2 separate regions of the Rattus norvegicus genome follow, and region 2 is linked to region 1. The links are chromatin contacts, called in public Hi-C maps. All regions are on one chromosome and are shown on one strand. Each heading gives the region's core, a stretch centred on a gene start, on an enhancer-like site or on the middle of the called end of the contact. The rest is flanking DNA. Distances are from core to core; before and after follow the strand shown.

Region 1 (5,750 bases), core at 2,050-4,549:
CCCGACCCAGAGCCCTGTGCTTTGAGTTATGGTGAAACTGGTTCCTATCCGAAGTCAAAGTCCTTGGAGAAATGCAAGTTTTAGAGAGGGGAGGAGACTGGAGTGAAAGAGGGGAAGCAGCCGAGAGAACATGGAGGCGGATGTTGAGATTCCTCTCTGCACACTTACAGGTTGTTATGAATATTCTTAAGAGATGGAGGTGTACAGGGCTTTATATGTCTAGATGGGCAATTATATCTTATCAATTGGATCAGAGGTTATTGTGTTGTGTGTTCTTTCATGTGGCGATTTAATTGAATTCAAGAGAGTGTGTGGTGTGGCTGGAGACACTGGGCCGCCACGGAATTGGGATGTGTATGTCTGGCATGGTGGCAACCTGCCTTGGGAACTAGATGGGTAGAGAGATTGTTGCCAGGCTCAGAGAGTAGCCATCAGCAGTGTGATATGGGATGGAGCAAAGCGGGTGAGACGCTTTGCTGACTGAGATGAAGATATCTAACAGATGTCTTAGGGCACTATGGTACCAGACCTAGTGCTGGATAAAGACAGTGTTGTTTTAATTTTACAGCAATAGGGAAGATGGCTTGGTTAAGGGTATGCACCGCTCTTGCAGAGGACAGCCCTCTCTGGTGGTTTCTAACTTCCTGAAACTCCAATTTCAGAGCCTCAGACACTCTCTTCTGGTCTCCGTCGGGCATGCATAGGTGCACATACAACATGCAGACAAAACACTCATAGACACGAAGCAAAAATCAATAAATACGTTTTAAAAAGCCGTTTAGTGCTAGGAAGGTGACACAGAGGTGGCCAGGGCAACAGCAACAAGGGGGAAATGACTAGAAATGAGTCAAACAAGGGCAGAGGCCCTGTAAGGCTTTACAGGACCTGGAAATCTGGCAAGGGACAGGAAGCCATTGGAGGATGTTTCACTTGGGGACAACACAATTGGATTTGTTATGAAAGCCCGAATCTGGCTGTCGTGTGGGGAGTGGCTGGGGTACATGATTGTCTAATGTCGTAACTCATCTTTCCTACCTGTCAATCTGCTGTGACTCACTAGCCCTCCTTCCAGAACTATCTAGCGATTCTTTCCAAAAGTAAGGATTACAATCCTAATTTTGAGCTGGAGAGATGTCTTAGTGGTTAAGAGAACTGACTGTTTACCAGAGGACCCATGTTCAATTCTCAGCCTGATCAGAACTACCTGTAACTCCAACTTCAGGGACTCAATGCCCTCTGGTGGTCTCGTTGGGAACTATGCATACACAGGACGCACAGACACACATAACCGAAACACCCATACAAATAAACATTTTTTTAAAAAAAATTAAAGCATAATTTTGTTAATTTAAAAATAGCTGTATCTTGCTCAAAACCTTAAAGAACTTCACAAAAGTTATTCATTCAAATAAACCCACTTACTTCCAAAAGGCAAGAGGAGTCACTATAAAAAAAAATGGCCGTGGGGTTGGGGATTTGGCTCAGTGGTAGAGCGCTTGCCTAGGAAGCACAAGGTCCTGGGTTCAATCCCCAGCCCCGAAAAAAAGAAAAGGAAAAAAAAATGGCCGTAAGCAATACAACCACTTAGAGTTCTTGGGAAAATGTTTATAATAAGTTGGAATATCTGTTTTTGCTGTCAGTTTAAGAAATTGACCATTTAAAAAGCCCAGTTTGTTCTCAGGGTTCACACATATTAGTCACAGACTAAGTCACCAGACAGGCTTCACTTCTACACACTTTCAAACTTCTCCTTCATCCTTTTCCCCTCCCTGGCCCTCCCTAGGCACACATGAATGCCCCTTATACTGCTCTGTGCCCACCCCCACCCCTCCGCCCTGTGAATCAGGGCCTGAGCAGAGAGGAAGGCTTGGAACATGTTTCCCAGCATCTCCAATTCAGGTAGAAGAAAACTGAGAAACTCTTTCTCAGAAAGCATTTTAAGCCTTTCTCTATGGCTGTCTAAGTCTGTTAGCTACAGAACTCCATCAAATGTTTTCTAAACTTAGAAAATAAAGCACAGATATTAAATTATCAAATAAAAGCGTTGGTTCCTGTCACTCTTCCCTTGCCTACCACACTCACAGCCTCCAAAACGATGTATGGCCTGCCAGCACTAGTAGCAAAAGTACCCGCGACTTGCAGCGGATTATTAAGAGTAGACCTGGCAGAAAGGCTGAGGAATTTTTGAAGGTTTCGTAATGGAGAAGAGAGCAGTCTCGGTTCTTTGCTCATTTTTGGTTCTTGATGTTTGTTGCAATATTGTCATGTTGCCTCAAACTACAAATTGCTTATTTGGTTTAATGTGCAAGGAAAGAATTGTTTCAAAAAATGTGGAAAAACAAACCGAACTTTCCGGGTAGTCTTAAAAGGCAAACTTCAGTCAACCCGATTCAAGATCAAAGAGACAAAACCACATTCCGAATAGAAACAGATCTTTTAGGGCAGGGGCAATACCTGAAATGTGCTTGCTTACAGTAGTACTCTTCCAACCCTTCCCACTTCTATTTCTTTTCCGAAAAGCCTAGTTTGTATTTTCCCAGCTTCTTCACGAAGTACCTCAGTGTCATCTGTTGGAGGAACCTGCCATACTTGTTTGCGCTAATCAATCCAGCATGTCAAATTGAACCGCTTGTGAGAACACTTAAGGTCCGAGGTGAACGTAGACGCTACCCAAACAAAACAGATTCCGCTCCACAGTAATAATAGTGAAGCACCGTATAGCACCTCCCCCCTGCTTCTTTCAGGCTTCTTACACTCGCAGAGTGTCCCCGCAGAGGAGGGCCAACACAATGTTCATCAGAGCCCAGGGGAGAAGTCAGAACCAGTCTTTCCCTGGCACCTAGCCTCCGTGCAACGCCACGCGCGAACGGCAGTAACCAACTCTTGCAGCTACTTACCGGTTCGCGGTGTGGAATTACCTAGGAATCCTCGGTCTGTGACTCGCAGAACTCCCGCCAAAGTACGGCCAGGCCAGATAGTGTTGAGGGTAAAGTTCTCGGTGCATGCCACGCCAGACCTGAGCTGCTTTTCTTACAGGCTCAAAGTTGGGTGCTCTCAGAGCGCCCGTGGTAATGGGAAGCTCTGGGTGCCCACCGGTTCCACTAAGACGAGCACCCCAGGACCTGGCTAGGGATCCCCCAGAACCCTCGACGGCTTGCTGGAATGAGCAGCAGCTCCGCGAGACCCCGCAGCCCTCACTCACCTCCATTCCAGAGTGCGGATAGCAGCAGCAGCCCCAGCAGTAGTGGGGCCAGAACCATCGCGGGGCCGCGGATCTGGCAGTTCTCTCCGGACAAATGCACGGACACACCAACGTCCCAAACTCGTAGGTCGCCGTCCCAAACTCGCCGGTAACCGAGCGCGCCAGGGGAGCGCCTCAGTCCCGGCCGCCCGGGTAGCAGGCGCCGGAGTGGCAGCGCCGAGTTAGGGATCGGGGGCGTCTTAAGTTGGAAGAGGCGGGGCCAGGGCTTAGGCCTGGGAGGGGCCAGCAGGTTGGAGTGGACAGGGGCGGGTAGGGGGAAGGGCAAAGAGAGCTGAGAAGGAGGGAACTGGAGGAGAGGGCGGGCAGGGGAGGATCCAAGGCCAGGGCCCTAGGGAGGGTGGAGGGGCGGGGCAGAGGTGAATGGAACTTGGGCCAACTCCAGCAGGTTACCCCCCGGCCTGAGTGTGTCGGAAGAGTGGAAGGGAGGTACTGGAGGAGAAGGAAAAGAAGATGGAATAGAGCTAGGGAGGGCGACCATCTTGAGCTAAAAGGATTGAGAGATGGAGAGGAAGGGGAGGGGGCTAAGAAAGAGAATGATCGGGAGGAGGGTCTCTGGCAACTCCGCAACATCGGAGTCTCACTCTGTATGGGTAGGTGGGAGGGCTTGGAAAGGGTAGAGGGAGACTTTGGTAGAGGGCGCTGATGCAGCTCCAAGACCTTTGAGGGTTAGTGGGTCCAGCTGCCTTGGAGGGGCAGCGATTCTGCAGTCCAAGCTCTACTGGCCTGAGAGGTCCTGGCAGCTGCACTCCAGAGGCTGTGGCCACCGTGGCAGCACACACTGCGGTGCCGGGAATTCCTCCTGGCTACTGAATCGGAGTGCAAGAGCGGACCCTGGCGTCAGGTTCTTGCAGCCACCACTGGAGAGGTTAGTTCAGGGAGCACTAAGCCGAGTCTTATAAGGAGGGAGTTTGGAACAGGGATGGAAGAAACAGTGCTTGTAGCGGGAAAGGGTGGAAGGTCCAAGACAGCAGCATCAGATTGTGAATTCTGTTGTGAATTTCAAAGAAACGGAAGGTGCTTTTTCTAGCAATCAAACAAATACTTTAAATTGTGTATGAGGCTTTCTTAAAGGAAATAGAATTATTTGTTTTCTTTGGAGATAAGATCACATTAGGGCCTAGAGTAAATAGCCCCGATGAATTTAAAGTATTTATTACTGAAACTAAGGACAGACACAAGCACTGTGATGCCTACAGTCATCTCCTTGCATCTCTAGCCCTGCAGAAGGACATCAAACCAGAAGGGCAGGATTAAACAGACCCTTGATTGCTGATTGATATGAAAGAGCCCAGTTTACTGTGGATGGTGCCTGGGTAGGTAATCCCGGGATGTATAAGAAAGCAAACTGACCAAGCCAAGGGAGCAAGGCAGTAAACAGAGTTCCTCTATGGCTCCTGCTTAAGTTCTTGCCTCCAGGTTCCTCCCTTGAATTCCTCTGGCTTTCCTTCATGATGCATTCCAATTGTAAGCTGAAACAAACTATTTTCTCCCTAAATTGCTTTTGGTCATCACAGCAATAGACATCTACTTAGGACAGAAAGGGTCTTGCTATGTTACCCAGGCTGGACTTGAATTTGAATATCTGGTTATGCAAACACTCCAGCTTTCTTAGTAACTAGAACTACATGTGCGTGTGCGTGTGCGTGTGCGTGTGCGTGTGCGAGTGTGTGTGCGTGCGTGCGTGCCTGTGTGTGTGTGTGTGTGTGTGTGTGTGTGTGTGTGTCACTATGTCCACTATGTCTTGCTTAAATCTCAGCTTTCTTTTTTTCTTTTAAAGGCAAGGTCTAACTATTTAGCCCTAGCTGGCATGGAATTCACTACGCAAACCAGACTGGTCTCAAATTCAGAGATCCATCTGCTCTGTCTTCCATGTGTTAGATAGAATTAAAGGTGTGTGCCACCATGTTCAGGACAGATGTGACTTTTTTCCTCTTTGGATAATTTCTTTAGCTGCATTGTGTATGGGTGTTTTGACTGCATGCATGTGTGTGCCGGTTACCCATGGAAGTCTGAAGTGGGTGTTGGATCTCCTGGAATGTAGTTATAGAGAGTTGCAAGCCACCAGATGGGCACCATGAATTGAAAATTGGTCCACTGCAAGAGGAACAAGTGCTCTTAACCACTGAGCCAACTTTCCAGCCTCAGATCTGTCTGTTAATGGGGTCTCCCTTGTAGAGTACTGTTTTATAGGTCACCCTAAATGTAGTAAGGATGAAGCATTGGCCATTTTATTAGATTCACAGATTCGGACAGAGGAAATGGATTATCTTTTCTCTGTGGCCTCTGTCTGTGACCTTCAAGTGGCTAGCACCTGGAGTGACCCCAGTGGGAAAGGACCCGAGAGTCTGTGGCCTGGCTTTGCACATCAGCATTATTGGAAGACAGCCATCACAGGCAATATTATCTCTGTCGTTTTTGTGCTGAAGTGGCAGGGCTGAGTAGTAGTAACAGAGATTAAATGGTTCACAAAGCCATATAATCCAGCCCT
Region 2 (6,163 bases), core at 2,360-4,859, 250 kb before region 1:
GCGGGGTCAGTCTTCTCGATGCCTAGCCTCCGTAACCTGCGGATTTGGATGTCAGAGAACTTTCTTACTCCATTTACTGAGGGTACCAGACGATTAAAGAGAGCCTTGTCTGTCTGGGTCAGCTCATGAAATATCCGAGTGTCAATAGCAGCAGCCACAAGGTTATTAGCGGCAGTGATGGCGTGGATGTCACCAGTGTGGTGGAGATTAAACTCTTCCATAAGAATGACCTGGGAATAGCCACCTCCTGCAGCGCCACCTTTTATCCCAAAGGTGGGGCCCTGAGAAGGCTGTTGCACACACGCAAAAACATTCTGATGCAGGTGGGCGCCGAGGGCTTGCACCAGCCCGATGGTGGTTGTGCTCTTCCCTTCTCCCAGGGGTGTTGGAGTAATTCCAGTCACCACAACATATTTCCCGTCTGGCCGATGCTTCAGGTGATCTAGTGCTGACAGTAAGACCTTGGCCTTTGTTTCTCCATACAATTCCACCTCCTCAGTGAGTAGCCCAATTTCTCGGGCCAGGTTACAGATGAGCTTGGGTTTGCAAGATCGTGATATAGCAATGTCACTTGGGACAGGCGTCTTGAGGTTCAGTTTGTTATACTGAACTGTCCACTTCCCTGGCTTAAATTTCTTCAGGAAGCATTGTGCGCTCTCTACTGTGCTCTGCATCAGTATTGCCACGGTCATGGGCCCCACGCCATCGGGCACAGGCGTGATAAAGCTCGCCTTCTCCTTGGCCTCGTCATATGCTACATCACCCACAATTTTCCTTCCACTTGGTTTTGTATCATCTGGAACACAATTGATCCCACAGTCTATGACCACAGCTCCAGGCTTGATCAACTCCCCTTTCACCATCTCAGGCTGTCCTGTTGCAACCACCAGAATGTCTCCTTTATTTACCTCCTTGTCCAGATTGGCAGTCTTGGAGTGGCAGGTGGTCACCGTGGCATTGTTCCACAGAAGCAGGTCGTGCATGGGTGCACCAACTCTTTTACTTCGCCCGACCACCACCACCACGGTGTGCCTTCCTGCAATCTGCACTCCTGTCTCTTTGATGAGTTCCAAGCATCCTTTGGGTGTGCACAGAATGAAGCAGTCGTTTAGATCACCTCTGGCAAGCTTCCCGGCATTGATGCTCGTCAACCCGTCCACATCCTTCTCAGGGGCAATGGCATTGATGACTACCTCTGTGTTAATGGAATTCTCTGAGTCTAAAGGCAGCTGCACCATGAATCCGTGCACAGTGGCATCCTCATTCAGGGAGATGATGTATTTTAACACCTCCGACTCTGTGGAAGTTCTTGGTAATTTAATGTGAGTGGCTTTGATCCCAATCTCTTCAGCAGCCTTCAGCTTCACATTTATATAAAGATTGGAATCATCTCTGTCGCCAACCTGCAGGATTGCCAGGCCAGGGGTGAAGCCAGGTACCTGCTCCTGCATCTGAGTAAACTGGGTCTTCAGTAGATTCCTGATTTGCGCGGAGACCACTTTTCCGTTCAGGATTCCCGCTGGTGCCATGGCCTTAGCTAGTCTGCGACCCACGAAGAACACCAGCAAAATTCAGGTTCCAGTCCCTCCGTGCGCGTACCGGACAGCACAACCCACGTGCTCAGGGATCTCCCGGGGAAACTCAGTGCGCCTGCGTCGCGCTCCCAGCAGCGAAGGTGCGCAGGTGACCTGAATGACATCGTGACCCGCTGACAGCGGAGGCAGGAGAGGCTGAGGGAGCCGGTGGGCCCAGGCAGCAAGAAGACTGTCACCAAAGACTGGTTGGCGGCTGTGACTCTATTTTTATTTTTTTGAGACAGGGTCTCTAGATAGCTCTGGCTGTCCTGAAACTCACTAAGTGTAAGCTCCTTCAGACACATGTAGCCAGGCCCCTCCCCTGAGGACCTCCAACCACCAGGTTCCACCCACAGAACACCTTAACTGCTCTAACAAAGGGACCCAGTGCCCCCCACAACCCCCCTACAGACTAAAATGCCCAAGCTCTGGACTAGAAGTCCCACCACTCTTTACCCTGGTAATCTCCACTCTGGAAGGAAAGCTCTTGCTCCCCCCACCCCCACCCCACTAGAAATTATATAAACCCAGTCTTCTGCTCAGGTCTCTGCTACTTCTCACCCAAGCAGAGGCAGCCCATTTTCCTGGGGTTTTTCTCTCTCAATAAATCTTGTCTAAGGTTTGTTGTGCAGTGTGACGTTATAGTGTTCCTTGGCTCTGGACTGACAGGATATCTTTCCCCCAGAGATGTAACACACTAAGACCAAGGTATTTTGTTTTTAAAATCACATTTATTTTATTTATGGCAAGTATGCGGTAGTCAGATGACAATTCTTTGAGAGTTGGTGCTCTCTATCCTGTGGGTTTGAGTGATCACATTCAGGCCATCAGGTAGGCTTGGCAGCGAGCATCTTCACCACCAAGCCATCTCTCCAGCCCAAATTCTAGCCTCCCCCCCCTCTTTTGTCTGAAAAGGTCTGTATGGAATAATTGTATGATCTAGTATTTTCCTCCAAAGAAGGAATAGTATTAGTTTTTACCTCTTAATTTTCTCTCATGTTATTATTCAAGTGCAAAAAAAAAAAAAAAAAAAAAAAGAGACTGTCCATCCATATAACGGGGTGGTGGTGTAGAATTGCCTTCTGGAAGAGGTCTGACCTCAAATAATTTTCTTCATTTGTCTTTGGGGTGAACCATGACTCACATTAGGACACAAACAATCCCTTCAGTTACAGTGGAGTCAGGCTTTCTGTCCTGGCCCAGAACATAGTTTTAAGTTTTTCTTCTGTTTATTTCCATGAAATAATCTCCTGCTTTCCAAACGTCATCTATTTTCCGGTCTTTACAATTCTCCTTAGGACACCTCTGGAAATCATCCTCAAGACTGAGAGCTCACCCCTTTCAAGCCTTCCCAAACAGCTTGTGTCCTATTAGTCTTAATACATAGTCTCAATACATAGCACTTTCTAGTGAAATTGCCTGCTTTAAATATATTTATGTGTTTACTTTTGTAGAGACCATTTTGGTTTGTTTTTGTGCAATTAACTTTGCTTATCTGTCAAAATCTTAAAGGGGATGGAAGAGAAATATGGCTCAAAAGTTAAAAGAAAACTTACAGGTCTTGAGTTCGGTTCCTAACACTCAGATTAGGTGAGTCACCACAATAACTGGTCTTCGCGGGCATATACTCTCTCTCTCTCTCTCTCTCTCTCTCTCTCTCTCTCTCTCTCTCTCTCTCTCTCTCTCTCTCTCTCTCTCTCTCCTCCCTCCTCTCTCTCCCTCTCTCTCTCTCTCTCACACACACACACACACACACACACACACACACACACACACACACACACACACACACACAAAACACAGCTTTAAAAAAAGAATTATTTTTTATTTTTTAAGGGTATTCGATCGCTGCGCAAAGGTACGCAAACCGGCATGGCAAGTACAGAGAGTTGCGCGTGCGCAGCGCAGGCACTGAAAGAGCCCCAGTGAGAACTGAGCACGCGTGGTAGGGCAGGCCAGGTCTTGCGCAGAGTTGCGCCCAAGCAGTTGAAGCGCGTGCGCATACGCGGGGCGGAGCGTGCGGCCCTTGGCTCACTCTAGGTTCCTTAGCCCCGGCTCCGGTGGTTGTTCAGTACCTGCTCGGCGCGGAGAGGGACGGTCCCTGTCTGAGTTATGGATTTTGAAAATCTTTTTTCAAAGCCCCCCAATCCGGCCCTCGGCAAAAAACCGGCCGCCGACCCTGAGGAAAGGTGATCCACACGTCCGGTCCTTTGCAGGGCCACCGCCTGGCCTCCGCCCCCTTGCTCCTAGGACTCCGCGAGCCAAGGCTGGCGCGTGGTCCTAGACCGGAGCGGAGAGGTCGGGAGGGGAAGTGGGGTGGAAGTCGGAGTAGGGACTGCGGGTGAGGGCAGTGGCGGGGCGGCGGGAGGAGGCCCCGGCCTCTGTGAATCTGCCCCCCAGGGGCCGGCTGCTCCCGTTGCACGTGCTTAACGTGTTTGCTGTCACTCACCTCTGAGGCCACTTTGCGGGCACCCCTGGTTCTTGAGAGTTGATAGATAGAGTGCCCTGCCAGTGATCCTGAACCAGAAATCCCAGAATAAAGCAGCAAGCACCATTTCGGCTTAGTATTTCAGTTAAATTGGAAAGGCATGTTGTTATCATGTTTAGTACAGAGTGCAGGATTTCTGTGCAGATACCCATTCACTTTTTAAGTTTTTTGAGTTGATAGTGCCTTCAAATCCCATCTCTCCTAAATCGTTGTCTTGTATGTTCTCTCATCCCTCAGTGGAACACTTGACAAATACTTCACGAAGGGTTTTTTTTTTTTTTTTCCCCACCCTCATTAAGAGATACATTTCCAGTGTTGGGCTGGGCCTGTTAATCTCTGCATTTGAAAGGCTGAGGCAGGCAGATCTCGGGAGTCTGGGACCAGCTTGGTCTACATAGCAAGCTCCAAGCTCAGCCTCAAACACTTCAGTGGGAACTATTACCCTAGCTGGGCTACCATCAAGAGCGTTACTGTGTATTTAGTGTGAAACTTTTAGTCTTCACATCAACCTTAAGAAAGTGATGTTCTCGTTTTACAGATGGGAAAATTGAGGCCTAGTCACCTTTCCAGACTGTGCAGTGAGTGGCAGACCTAGGATTCAGGTGCTCAGGTTACCTCATTACCTATGAATTCATCACCCATCTTCCAAAGCAGAATTACTCATGGAAATTAAGTCGTATTGACACTGTGAAGAAATGGACACTAAGTACTTGCAGATGATAACACGTAAGATCAGCAAGAGAAATGAATTGAAATTTTGAAAACTTGAGTGAGGAGTTAGGAAGTATTGTGGAATAATAAGAATAGTGTTGTAAAGAAGATAGTTAAAGAAAAGTCTTATCTGAAAGGTGGTTTTGATGGTGGGTATCCAGGTAAATCAGTAGAATGGGAAGTTAGCTGGTTGTTCAGGGCAGGGAGGTTAGGATATTGGAATTAGCTGTATACAGATGATATTAGAAGCCAGAAGATTGAAAGGCATCACTGAGAATGAACATATAGAAAAGAGGAAGACGAGGGCTGGCTTTGTTGAGAGCTACAGAGATGAAGAGCCAACCAAGGTGATTAAGAAATAGCAACAGGGCATGGTGGCACACTCTAATCCCAGAACTGGGGTGGCAGAAGCTGGTGGATCTCTGAGTTCAAGGCCAGCCTGGTCTACATTGTGTAAAGACCCTGTCTTTTAAAAAAAAGTATCAGCAACAGGAAAAAAAGAAACAGGAGAGAGTTCAGTGTTGCTGCAGCTGGCTTACTGGCTTCTGGGTAGGCCATGGAATAGGACTGAGGGTCATGGTTCCTAATGGAAGCAGAGGGGACAGTAGAACGACAGCCTGTGGTTTCAGGCACAGTTCTCCTTACGGATACTTTGTATCCTTTCATCTATCCCTTCATTTTGAACTCTGCTATAACAGTGGTTTTCAACCTTCCTAATGCTGGGAACCTTTAATACAGTTCCTCATGTTGTGGTGACCCTCCAATCATAACATTTTTGTTGCTATGTCATGGCTGTAATTTTGCTGCTGTTATGAATTCTAAGGTAAATTTTTTATATGCAACCCCTATGAAAGGGTTGTTCAACCCCTGCTCCCTCCTCCAAAGGTGTAGACCCACAGGTCGAGAGCCAGTGTGCTAGAATATGCTCAGGAATTCCCTCACACAGTATCTACCCACAGTCAACCTCTCATGCCTGAGCTCTTCATCTTCATGTTTGGGTTTGTCTCCTAACCTCTGAAGGCATCCTGCATTGCACCTGGCATACCCTTCTCTTTTACACTCCTCCTCCATATCTTTTCTGTTTAGAAAGCCCCAAATCTAACTTAAGTGTTCCTTATATGTGTACCTGTATTACTTTTCTCCCAAGAAGATAGAGGCTCTCAGAAGGCAGGGAGACAGCTTGTCCTTTCCCTTGTTGTACCTCATGACATGAGGCCACAGCCTGACGTGAATGTTTGGTATGTATTGAGTGACTAGACTGAAGAATGACTGGTGATTTAACGTACAAACTACTTAAGCATTAAGATTTTATAATACAAAGTTTCAGTTTTACAGTATATTCACATACATATCAACATTTTTTTGGTTAACATCATCATCATTGTTATTT

What was found. A called contact is a pair of places that touch in the nucleus more often than the background predicts.
Region 2: a Hi-C map of Schwann cells shows a contact between it and region 1, with 5 times the contacts expected there. The contact joins the promoter of Zc3h8 here to the promoter of Mertk in region 1. A contact is called at or near these places in 6 of 12 Hi-C or Micro-C datasets (Schwann cells, frontal cortex, hepatocytes and 3 more).

What each region holds. Positions count from the first base shown.
Region 1 is chr3:136,390,123-136,395,872 of GRCr8, reverse strand. Mertk (MER proto-oncogene, tyrosine kinase) reads right to left here and starts at 3,299. Exons shown (of 19, transcript NM_022943.1): 1 at 3,203-3,299. The coding sequence starts at 3,260.
Region 2 is chr3:136,644,398-136,650,560 of GRCr8, reverse strand. Zc3h8 (zinc finger CCCH type containing 8) reads left to right here and starts at 3,609. Exons shown (of 9, transcript NM_001012090.1): 1 at 3,609-3,763. The coding sequence starts at 3,687. Mthfd1-ps1 (methylenetetrahydrofolate dehydrogenase, cyclohydrolase and formyltetrahydrofolate synthetase 1, pseudogene 1) reads right to left here and starts at 1,630. Exons shown (of 4, transcript XM_063284988.1): 1 at 1-1,630. The coding sequence starts at 1,529.